Regions from separate parts of the Rattus norvegicus genome. Here region 1 is linked to region 2. A link is a contact called in public Hi-C data. All regions are on one chromosome and are shown on one strand. The core of a region is the stretch at or near the end of the contact, and the rest is flanking DNA. Distances in the headings are between cores, read along the strand shown.

Evidence for each region. A called contact is a pair of places that touch in the nucleus more often than the background predicts.
Region 1: a contact with region 2 is called in a Hi-C map of liver, with 4 times the contacts expected there. The contact joins the promoter of Spata20 here to the enhancer-like site in region 2. A contact is called at or near these places in 8 of 12 Hi-C or Micro-C datasets (the Rat2 cell line, Schwann cells, frontal cortex and 5 more).

What each region holds. Positions count from the first base shown.
Region 1 is chr10:79,929,663-79,934,015 of GRCr8, forward strand. It overlaps Spata20 (spermatogenesis associated 20), which reads right to left and starts at 1,588. Exons shown (of 16, transcript NM_199402.1): 1 at 1,450-1,588; 2 at 1,161-1,340; 3 at 997-1,061; 4 at 732-886; 5 at 514-657; 6 at 199-400. The coding sequence starts at 1,526.
Region 2 is chr10:79,861,522-79,865,734 of GRCr8, forward strand. Cacna1g (calcium voltage-gated channel subunit alpha1 G) reads right to left here. Exons shown (of 36, transcript NM_001308302.2): 27 at 608-759. Among named protein-coding and RNA genes, the nearest start is that of Abcc3, 24 kb to the left of the region's middle. Within about 2 kb of position 1,375, at least 1 of the 93 cell types and tissues checked has an H3K27ac peak or open chromatin away from gene starts, as enhancers often do. A contact at or near this core is called in liver, where this site is marked.

The DNA.
Region 1 (4,353 bases), core at 338-2,837, 68 kb after region 2:
CAAAGATGGGGTTGGGGATTTAGCTCAGTGGTAGAGCGCTTGCCTAGGAAGCGCAAGGCCCTGGGTTTGGTCCCCAGCTCCGAAAAAAAGAACCCAAAAAAAGAAAAAAAAAAAAAGAGAGAGAGAGAGACCAAAGGCACTGGGTCACTTAACTAAGTTAGATGGTCATTAGATAGGGCAGGGCCAGAGGTCACTGACCAGGTGTGGGAAACTTAGGGGCCTCAGCAAAGCCACCATACTCCTCATCATATCCCTCATCCAACTGCTGGAAGCAGCGGCTATTCATGGTGGCAGCGGAGGGCGGAAGCTGTCTGTCACCCACGCTGATCTCAGATCGGGCCAGCAGGGCTGTGGTGACACGCTGGCTGTTTTCCAGAAGGGTGTTCTTGTTCTGTTTCCACTAGAGGAGGTGAGCACACATGTGGAGGTCAGTACACATGGGGTGGGGTGGGGGGGCTCCCCATAGTCCCTCAGCCTGCACTTTGGTACCTTTTCTCCCTGGCATCCACCCACCTGATCACAGATTCTCATCAACACTGTTCGGAAGCCAACTCGAGTCAAACCATCCTCTGGTGGGAAGTAGGTGCCCCCAACAAATGGCTGGAGGCTGGGGGTCAGCCACACATTCATTGGCCAGCCTCCTCCACTACTGGTGGCCTGAAAGAGGGAGGGCCAGGATCAGGGGAGCTGCCATGCACAGGTGTGACAAGACCATCACAGGGCTGTCTCACCTGCACAAAAGTCATGTACACTTTGTCCACGTCTGGCCTCTCCTCTCTGTCCACCATCACGGAGACGAAGTTCTCGTTGAGCAGGTGCCCTATCTCTTCATTCTGGAAGGATTCTTCCTCCATCATGTGGCACCAGTGACAGGTGGAGTACCCCACTAGGATAGAAAAGGGACAGGAGGGCAGAAAGAGGACCCCGGGACCCAAAGGACTCGCCCCAACCCCCTGCCTGTCCCCAAACCCCATCCCGGTAACAGTGGGTGTATACCTGAGAGAAAAATTGGTTTGTTTTCTTTTTTGGCCTTGTCGAAGGCTTCCTGTCCCCAGGGGTACCTAGACCCAACATGAAGAAGACGTCACTCAGTAGCCTAGGGAGTCTTGGAAGATTAGGGACCCCAGATGCTTCAAGGGAAACCCTGGGATAGCGCTCACCAATCCACCGGGTTGTGGGCATGTTGTAAGAGGTATGGAGACTTCTCATTGATCAGTCGATTGGCAGTCTTCTGAGGTGCAGGTGGAGGACAGTTAGTCCGACTTGCCTTTCCTCCAGCAGGCATGGGCACAGAATTACTAACTGAAGCACTTCGGTCCTTGTCCCGGGAGGAGCTGCCCCTAATGTGGGCAGATAGGTCACACGAATGAAGACCACTTCCCCTTTACCTTCCCAAATCAGCTTAATGGTCACCCAAACTCAAAGATTTCCACTCCCAGTCCAGCCCACCTTTCTGAACCACGGGGGAGACCGTGGCCTTTGTGCTCCCCCTTATGTTTTGGGGGTGGTGGGGAATGGTGGCTCATTGGGGGCTCCCTGCCAGGTTAGTCTCCCCCAGCTTCTCGGACTTGGCGGTAGGAAGGGTATCTGTGAGGTCAGAGAGGGTCATAATGAGTAGAATGGTCCATCCAGCTCTGTTCTATCACCCACGGAGGGCCCCTCCCTGGATTGGTTGCACTGCAGGCATCCCTAGTATGCATGAGGGTAACCTGGAAAGGGAGTGGCTACTGCCAGTGTCTAGATAGATCAAAAGGAATTGGGTCCAGGACTGGACCAGGTGAGGAACAGCCAGAAGTAGGCAGGAACTACTTAGCCAAGAGCTCCAAATGGAGCACTCTGAAGGACCAAGTCTTGTGACACACACACACACACACACACACACACACACACACACACACACACGGGAGGGGAGAGAGAGGGAAAGAGGGGAAGAGAGATGAGAAAGAAGAGGGTGGGGGAGGAGGAGGGGGAGGGGGAGGAGGGGGAGGAGGAGGAGGAGGAGAAGGAGAAGAAGAAGAAAAGAAGAAGAAGAAGAAGAAGAAGAAGAAGAAGAAGAAGAAGAAGAAGAAGAAGAAGAAGAAGAAGAAGAAGAAAAGAAGAAGAAGAAGAAGAAGAAGAAGAAGAAGAAGAAGAAGAAGAAGAAGAAGAAGAAGAAGAAGAAGAAGAAGAAAAAGAAAAGAGGGAAAGGGGGAACACTCAGAATCAAATAGGCCTGTCTTAGGGAGTTCAACCTGGGAACTCAGCTAAATAATAACAGGCCAGTGCAGCAACATGAGACTCTAACAGGATGCAAGGTGCTTCAAGAGAGGGGTCTGTGGACAACACGTCATTCTAGAAAGGCTTTCTGGAGGTAGTGTTAAGGTAGTCAAAGAGCTAGCCTGATCTGGCAATACTGCAGCAGATAAGAAGGGAGGGGGAAGAAAAGGAGCCTTCATGCAGAGGGATCCAAGCAGACATGGCACCGTGCCTGAAAGACCCTCCCCAACCCCCCGCAGGCGCCAGGCATATTGTAGTGACTAGCCCATACCTTCGGCTAACGGGAGGGCCCAACCCCACAGTGGGGTGACCGGAGGTTGGGGCCCAGACAGTCCCACACTCTCAGTACGACTGCTCCAAATCGGGCTATAGGCTTCAAAGGGCGGACCCGGAGCCGGGTCTTCGCCAAGTCTCTGGCCCTGTGGCTGGTCTCCGAGCGCCGCTCGGCGGTAGAGCGCGGAAATACTGCCGTGCCTTTGAAGATCCAACCGTCTCAGCGCCTAAAATTCGAGCAAAATAAACTGGGTTCCATTTAAAGTGCTGGCAAGAAGAGGGACCCTCACAGCATCCAATACTTTCGCTAGCTCTTTTCCCTTTTACAAGCGGGAAATGAGGCTCCCGTTGAAGGATTTGCTCGGCCAGGATTTGCTTAATTCAGCCTACCGCTCTCAAGGCCCTCCTTAGAACCCACCCACTCCAGGAAGCCTTCTGAATGATGACACTGAGCCAATGTGTCCTTACTTCATGCTCTATTTGCTTGGTTCATTCATTTTACTCAGCCAGTGCCTAGTGTCCTCTGCTGTCTACTACTATGCCAAGCATTGAACACCAATACGCTCCTCCCTACCCTTTACTCACAACTAGGGAATTGTCTACACACTGTGACAAGTACCGTGAACGGGTATAATCTAGCAAGAGACTTGATCCTGTAAAAGGGACATGGGGGAAAAGCTCTGCATAGGAAGTTCTATTTGAGGGGTAGCTATAAAGAATGAGAGAGAACTTGCAGGAAGTGAGAGAAGCAGCAGAAGGAACAGCTTGTGTAAAGGTCCTGTAGCAGGTGAGGGATTTGGGACTGAAGAACAGTAGAAGGCTAGCACAGCTGGAGGGTAGAGTGAAAGGATAGCTAATGAATGTGGATAGGAGCTGGCGTGGCTTGCTATTGCCGTGATGAAACACGATGACCAAAAAGCAACTTGGGGAGAAAGGAGTTTATTTCACCTTATACTTCCCCATCACAGTCCTGTGTCCATCATCAAAGGGGAAGTCGGGGCTGAAATTCAAGGCAGGAACTGCAGCAGAAGCCACGGAGGAATGCTCTCCATGTCTTGCTCAGCCTGCCTTCTAGTACATAGGACCACTAACCCAGGGGTGGCAGGCACTGATCACCCTCAAACATCAATCATCAGTGAAGAAAATGCACCCCAGGCTTGCCCACAAGTCAGTCTGATGAGGACACATTTTCTCAGCTAAGCTCCCTGCTTCCAAATCAGTCTAGCTTGTGTCAAGTTGACATAAAACTAGCCGGCCATGGAAGTTAGAGGAGTGGGCAGGACTAGGTCTGGGACAGGGGGTGAACTCTGAGGAGGAGGCATTGCTGGGGATGCAATCCAGGGCCTTATACATGCTACACATGCCTCAGCAGGAGAGCTCCTAATGACATAGGGAGGAGGCTGCTGAGGAGCTTGCCTGCCTGGTGTATTGTTTGTTTGTTTTTGGGCCCTCCCCCTCCTCCAAGACAGGGTTTCTCTGTGTAGCCCTGGCTGTCCTGGAACCTGCTCTGCAGACCAGGCTGGCCTTGAACTCACAGAGATCTACTGTCCCTGTCTCCCGAGTGCTGGGATCAAAGGTGTGCGCCACTGCTGCCCAGACCATTTTAATCAGGATAGTAGCCTCTTAGGTCTGGAAACGGGGAAAGAATGGAAGCAGGTTTAACGAAGGGGTCATGGCAGCACACAGGAGAGACAGGGAGCCTCCTGTCTTACTGGGGGATAGGGGTAAAACTGCAGAGGAAGGGAACCTTGAGGAGAGGGGTGTCAGTTAACATAAAAGGGTAAGGCCTTGCTCTGAAGAAGATGGAGCCATAGGAGGTCCAGA
Region 2 (4,213 bases), core at 125-2,624:
CCTGTTTTCCCCCTTTCCAACCATGATGGCTGACCCCTGGCCACTATCCCATGACTATTCAAACCTGGCGTCTCACTTCTCCTTGAGACACACAGGAGAATGTGCCAGAAGGCACAGGACACTAAGACTGGAAGAATGCTTGTTCACGATCAGGTCAGCCTCTGCCCTGTGCAGATGGAGATTGTCAGGGAAGGTGGATGAGAGGGATGACTGGAAACAGATGAGTCTGGGGTGGGGGGGTCTGAGAATTTACTAGAATCTGAGACTCGAAGGGCAAGCAAACATCAGTCTGTCTTCTTCACTTTCCAAGGCCCAAAGCCACACATGCTAGATGCTCAATAAAAATGTACTCGTGGGTTGGGGATTTTAGCTCAGTGGTAGAGCGCTTGCTTAGCAAATGCAAGGCCCTGGGTTCGGTCCCCAGCTCCAAAAAAAAAAGAAAAAGAAAAAAAATGTACTTGTTCCCCACTTCCTAGCCAACTAACCTACCGAGACTTAGTGTCCTCCTGTTCAAAACAAATGTGATACCCACCTCTAAGGACATGGTGGCAAGTACAAGGACCCATGTAGCTATACTTGCCTGGCACCCAGAGGCTATACCTCTCACCTGGGGCTGCTGGTAATGTTCCATGGCCATAGTGACCACGTTCAGCCCGATGACACCAGTGATGAAGAGGTCCAGGTAGTGGCTGGTACACAGGTGGTGGACAAGGAGCCGGAATCTCGAGTAGTCAGAGTAGTAGGGCTTGCACTGGGCTTCTGGTGGGGGCAGGAAAGAGAGTAGAGCAAACATCAGGCACTATCCCCCGCGCCCCTCCACCCGCAGCCCCTCCCAGCTGCCAGCGTCTACACCAGTGCTGAAACATTCCGGGTCACCAGCATCCCAATCCCCACCCCCCACACACACCCCCACCCCTGCTGCCCTATGCAGGGGCTGGCTGTTTTGGCCTGTCCCCTGTCAAGCATCTGTTCTACTGCCTGCAGTCAGGGTGGGATGGGACAGAGGCATGCAAAGCCCCTCCTCCACATTAGACACTGGGTGAGCCCACATTCTCGGGCAACCTCTAAATCACGCCAGCCCCTTACGACCTTTGATTCCATGTTCAGCAGCAAAGTGGATCAATAAGATGAAAGGCCCCATCTAATCGGGCTCACAGGGAGCTCCAGCTACGGAGGCGAAGTTTCCAAAGCCTTCTCCAGGCTCAGCCCCTAGGGCCGCCGAAGGGATTACACAGAGCCCGGATTTGCGATAGGACCGGAGATTGGAAATTGGACATCTTGGCTGCCTGCTGACCTACCACAGAGCCTACAGAGGACAGTGCCCCAGACTTCCCACAGCTTCGTGTGGGGAGGGTAGAGGCGGAGGGCCAGGTCTCTGCCCTGTCCCAGACTCAAACTAGGAGGGTGGCACCCACAGACTCACCCAGTTTCTAATGAGTACCCAGCCTACCCTGGGTATCGGGGCGGCCTGACACTGCAGGCTGGGCTGGAAGCGCTGTCTGAGATCTGTCATAGGCATAGTGTTTTTCTTGTAGTTAGCCCACCACTTAGAAAAGTCACAGTACCAGAAGGTAGTCCTGCCAAACAGGCAAGAGAAATCTGGGGGCAGATTTCAGGGGACCCTCCTTTAGGTGCTGGAGTAAGGGCCAGGCTAAAGTGAAGACACGCTATCTGGAAATATGCCAACAGATTGGTCTCAGAGAAAGCTGCACGGAGGAAAGAGAACCCTCACCGGGAAATTGTGGGCAGCCTCAGGTCCCAGACAGCCCTTCCCTCTTAGTAGGTCTTTGCAGAAGCCAGCGAGGGAGGCCTACAGCCTCTGAGGACCATGCCGGGGACCAACTGGCCCAGGGGTGACAAAAAGCTTTGGGCCCAGGCCAGCTCAAATACAACTATCTTTTCCCATGCAGAGGATTCCTTCAAAGAGAGGTAAACTGAGGCAGGGACTGGCCTGGGGGGGGTGAGTCCCCACCAAAAGCCAAAGGAAGAAGAGTGCCCAGAAATGGCGGGTTTGGCTTTGCAGCTAATCTGCAAGCCCACCTACCCCTCTCCACATCGGCCTTGAGGTGTGGATAACCAGGGCACAGAGGCAACAAGGCCAGGTGCACCTCAGAGGTGCCTGAGGTCATCGTTTTGTTTTCAGAGAGGGCCAGCCAAGTGTGGCTTTGTTTGCTCAGGTGGCCTTCCTGACACCCAAGAATATGGGGAGTAGAGAGGCCAGAGGCAAGGGATGCCATGAGCCCACAGGTCATCCACACCCGATGGTGGAGGGTGGCTAGGCCAGCCAAGGCCTCTTCCTTCCTTCCTTCCTTCAGTACCATGAGAACCAGAGGGCGCTAGTCGCCCTGTTTTGCCTCAGCAGCCGGAACTCTTTCTCTGCATTAATCTCCATAAATGCCGAGAACACCCGATCCCATTATGCTAAAATATGAATGGAGAATTAACTAAAATGTTTGAATGCAATTAGGTTAGAAGAAGCGGCTCCTTATTAGCCCCGTTATTAGTTGAGACAATGTTGAGGGGAGGCTGGAAGGGAGAAGCCCCCTCGTTCCCCCAGCCCCCAACCCCCCTTATCCCAACCTGACTACTGTAGGCACATCAGGGCCAAATAGAGGTTATCACCATGGACTCTGCCTTCCAGCCTTGCTTCAGGAGTCTGAGTGATGGTGGTGGGGTTCGTATTCAGCCAGGGACCCTCCAGGCAACTCAGAGGAGCGGGGAGGCATGGCTGAGGCAGGGCATCTGTTCGGAGCTCCAGGTCCCAAATATCCTTCTAACTACAGCCCCCAGCCCAGATCAAAGGCATCAAGGCATCAAGGAAACCGTCCATTAGAAACACAGGTCCAAAGAGCACCAAATCAACTAGAGAGGCCAGAGAGACCCAGAAAGCCCATGGCCCAGCACCAGAATGAGACAGCAAGACTCCAGCCTGATCACCCCTTTCTAGTAGTATTAGCTGCCTTTGGTAGGGTAGATCTCAGAGTGAGACAGTAGGGGAAGGGCCCCAGGCCCCTAGGGAGGCCCAGGGACAAATGAGGAGAGCTGGAGGGGCCTGCGGATGAGGGCAACAGGCACAATGAGTTAGCAGAGGTCACAGGGAGCCCAAGGCACAGCCAGGGCAGAAGGTTCCCAAGAGAAAATGGTAGGAAATCGGCTTTTAGCAGTGTTACAGGCTCCCACAGCAAAAGCTATGCTGCCTTGGATCCTCCTGGCCTGGTTGGGGGAAAGGGGAGCAGAGGGGGTTAGTGGAGATGGAGGTCAGAGATGACTGAGGGAGTGAAGCTGGTGCTAGAGGTCAAGTGTCACAGGACTGGTCTTGTCACCTAGCAGCCCCAATCTCTCCCTTCAGACCTAACTATTTAGGCCCAGTGTCTCTCCCTAATCCAACTTTTCCCTTTTCCCTGGGCCAGGAGATGCCTCCTGCTGGCCACAGAAGGGTGGACGAAGGTGTGTTAGCAGGAAGTGGTGTCTACACATTTGACTCCTAGAAAACCCAGATGAGAGACTTGGCTTCCTGCCTGTCACCATGGGAGGTAGACTGGCATACTAGTACCCGAGCTTCTGGGAGTCTATTAGAAATTCAGGACCAAGACCCCTGTGGGTGACCTTTAGGGTGAGTCCCAGGATGTCTTGTCCTGTCTCTCCATGTAAGTCTTACTCACAGTTTGACAAGCTCTGGTATAGACCCTAATGAACTCCAGGTTCTGAGAGGAGGAATGAAAGATGTTTTGAGGACCAGCTTAGAGTCTGGGTCATTGTTACAACCTAAGAGAAGAATACATGTGCCAGCAGGAGCAGGCCAGGAGTCCCTGGGTAAAAGTACAGGATGAGAATGGCCAGTGTGTGCTGTGGCATAGGTATTATGTGGCTATACGTGCATAGTCCCTGGGTGGAGGAGCCTCGGTGAACCAGCCATGTGTTTGGGTAGTGTTTAGGGTTAAAGGTGAGGGTGTATATTCTTCAGTCTCCTCTCAAATCGGCTGTTCAATACCTCAGAAGGGTTATGCTGAAGACAATTTTCTCCCACCTTTCCCTCATCCCCTACCATGTCAGAAATTTGGAAAACAGTCCAACACAGACACAGGGATACTAGCAACAGAGACACAAACCACCCAGAGACTCCTGAGACCCCAGGGAGATGCTACTCAATGTCAAATGCCGTAGCTCAGGACCGTGGCAATAGATGAGGGTCGGTAGGCTCAGAGTGCTCCTT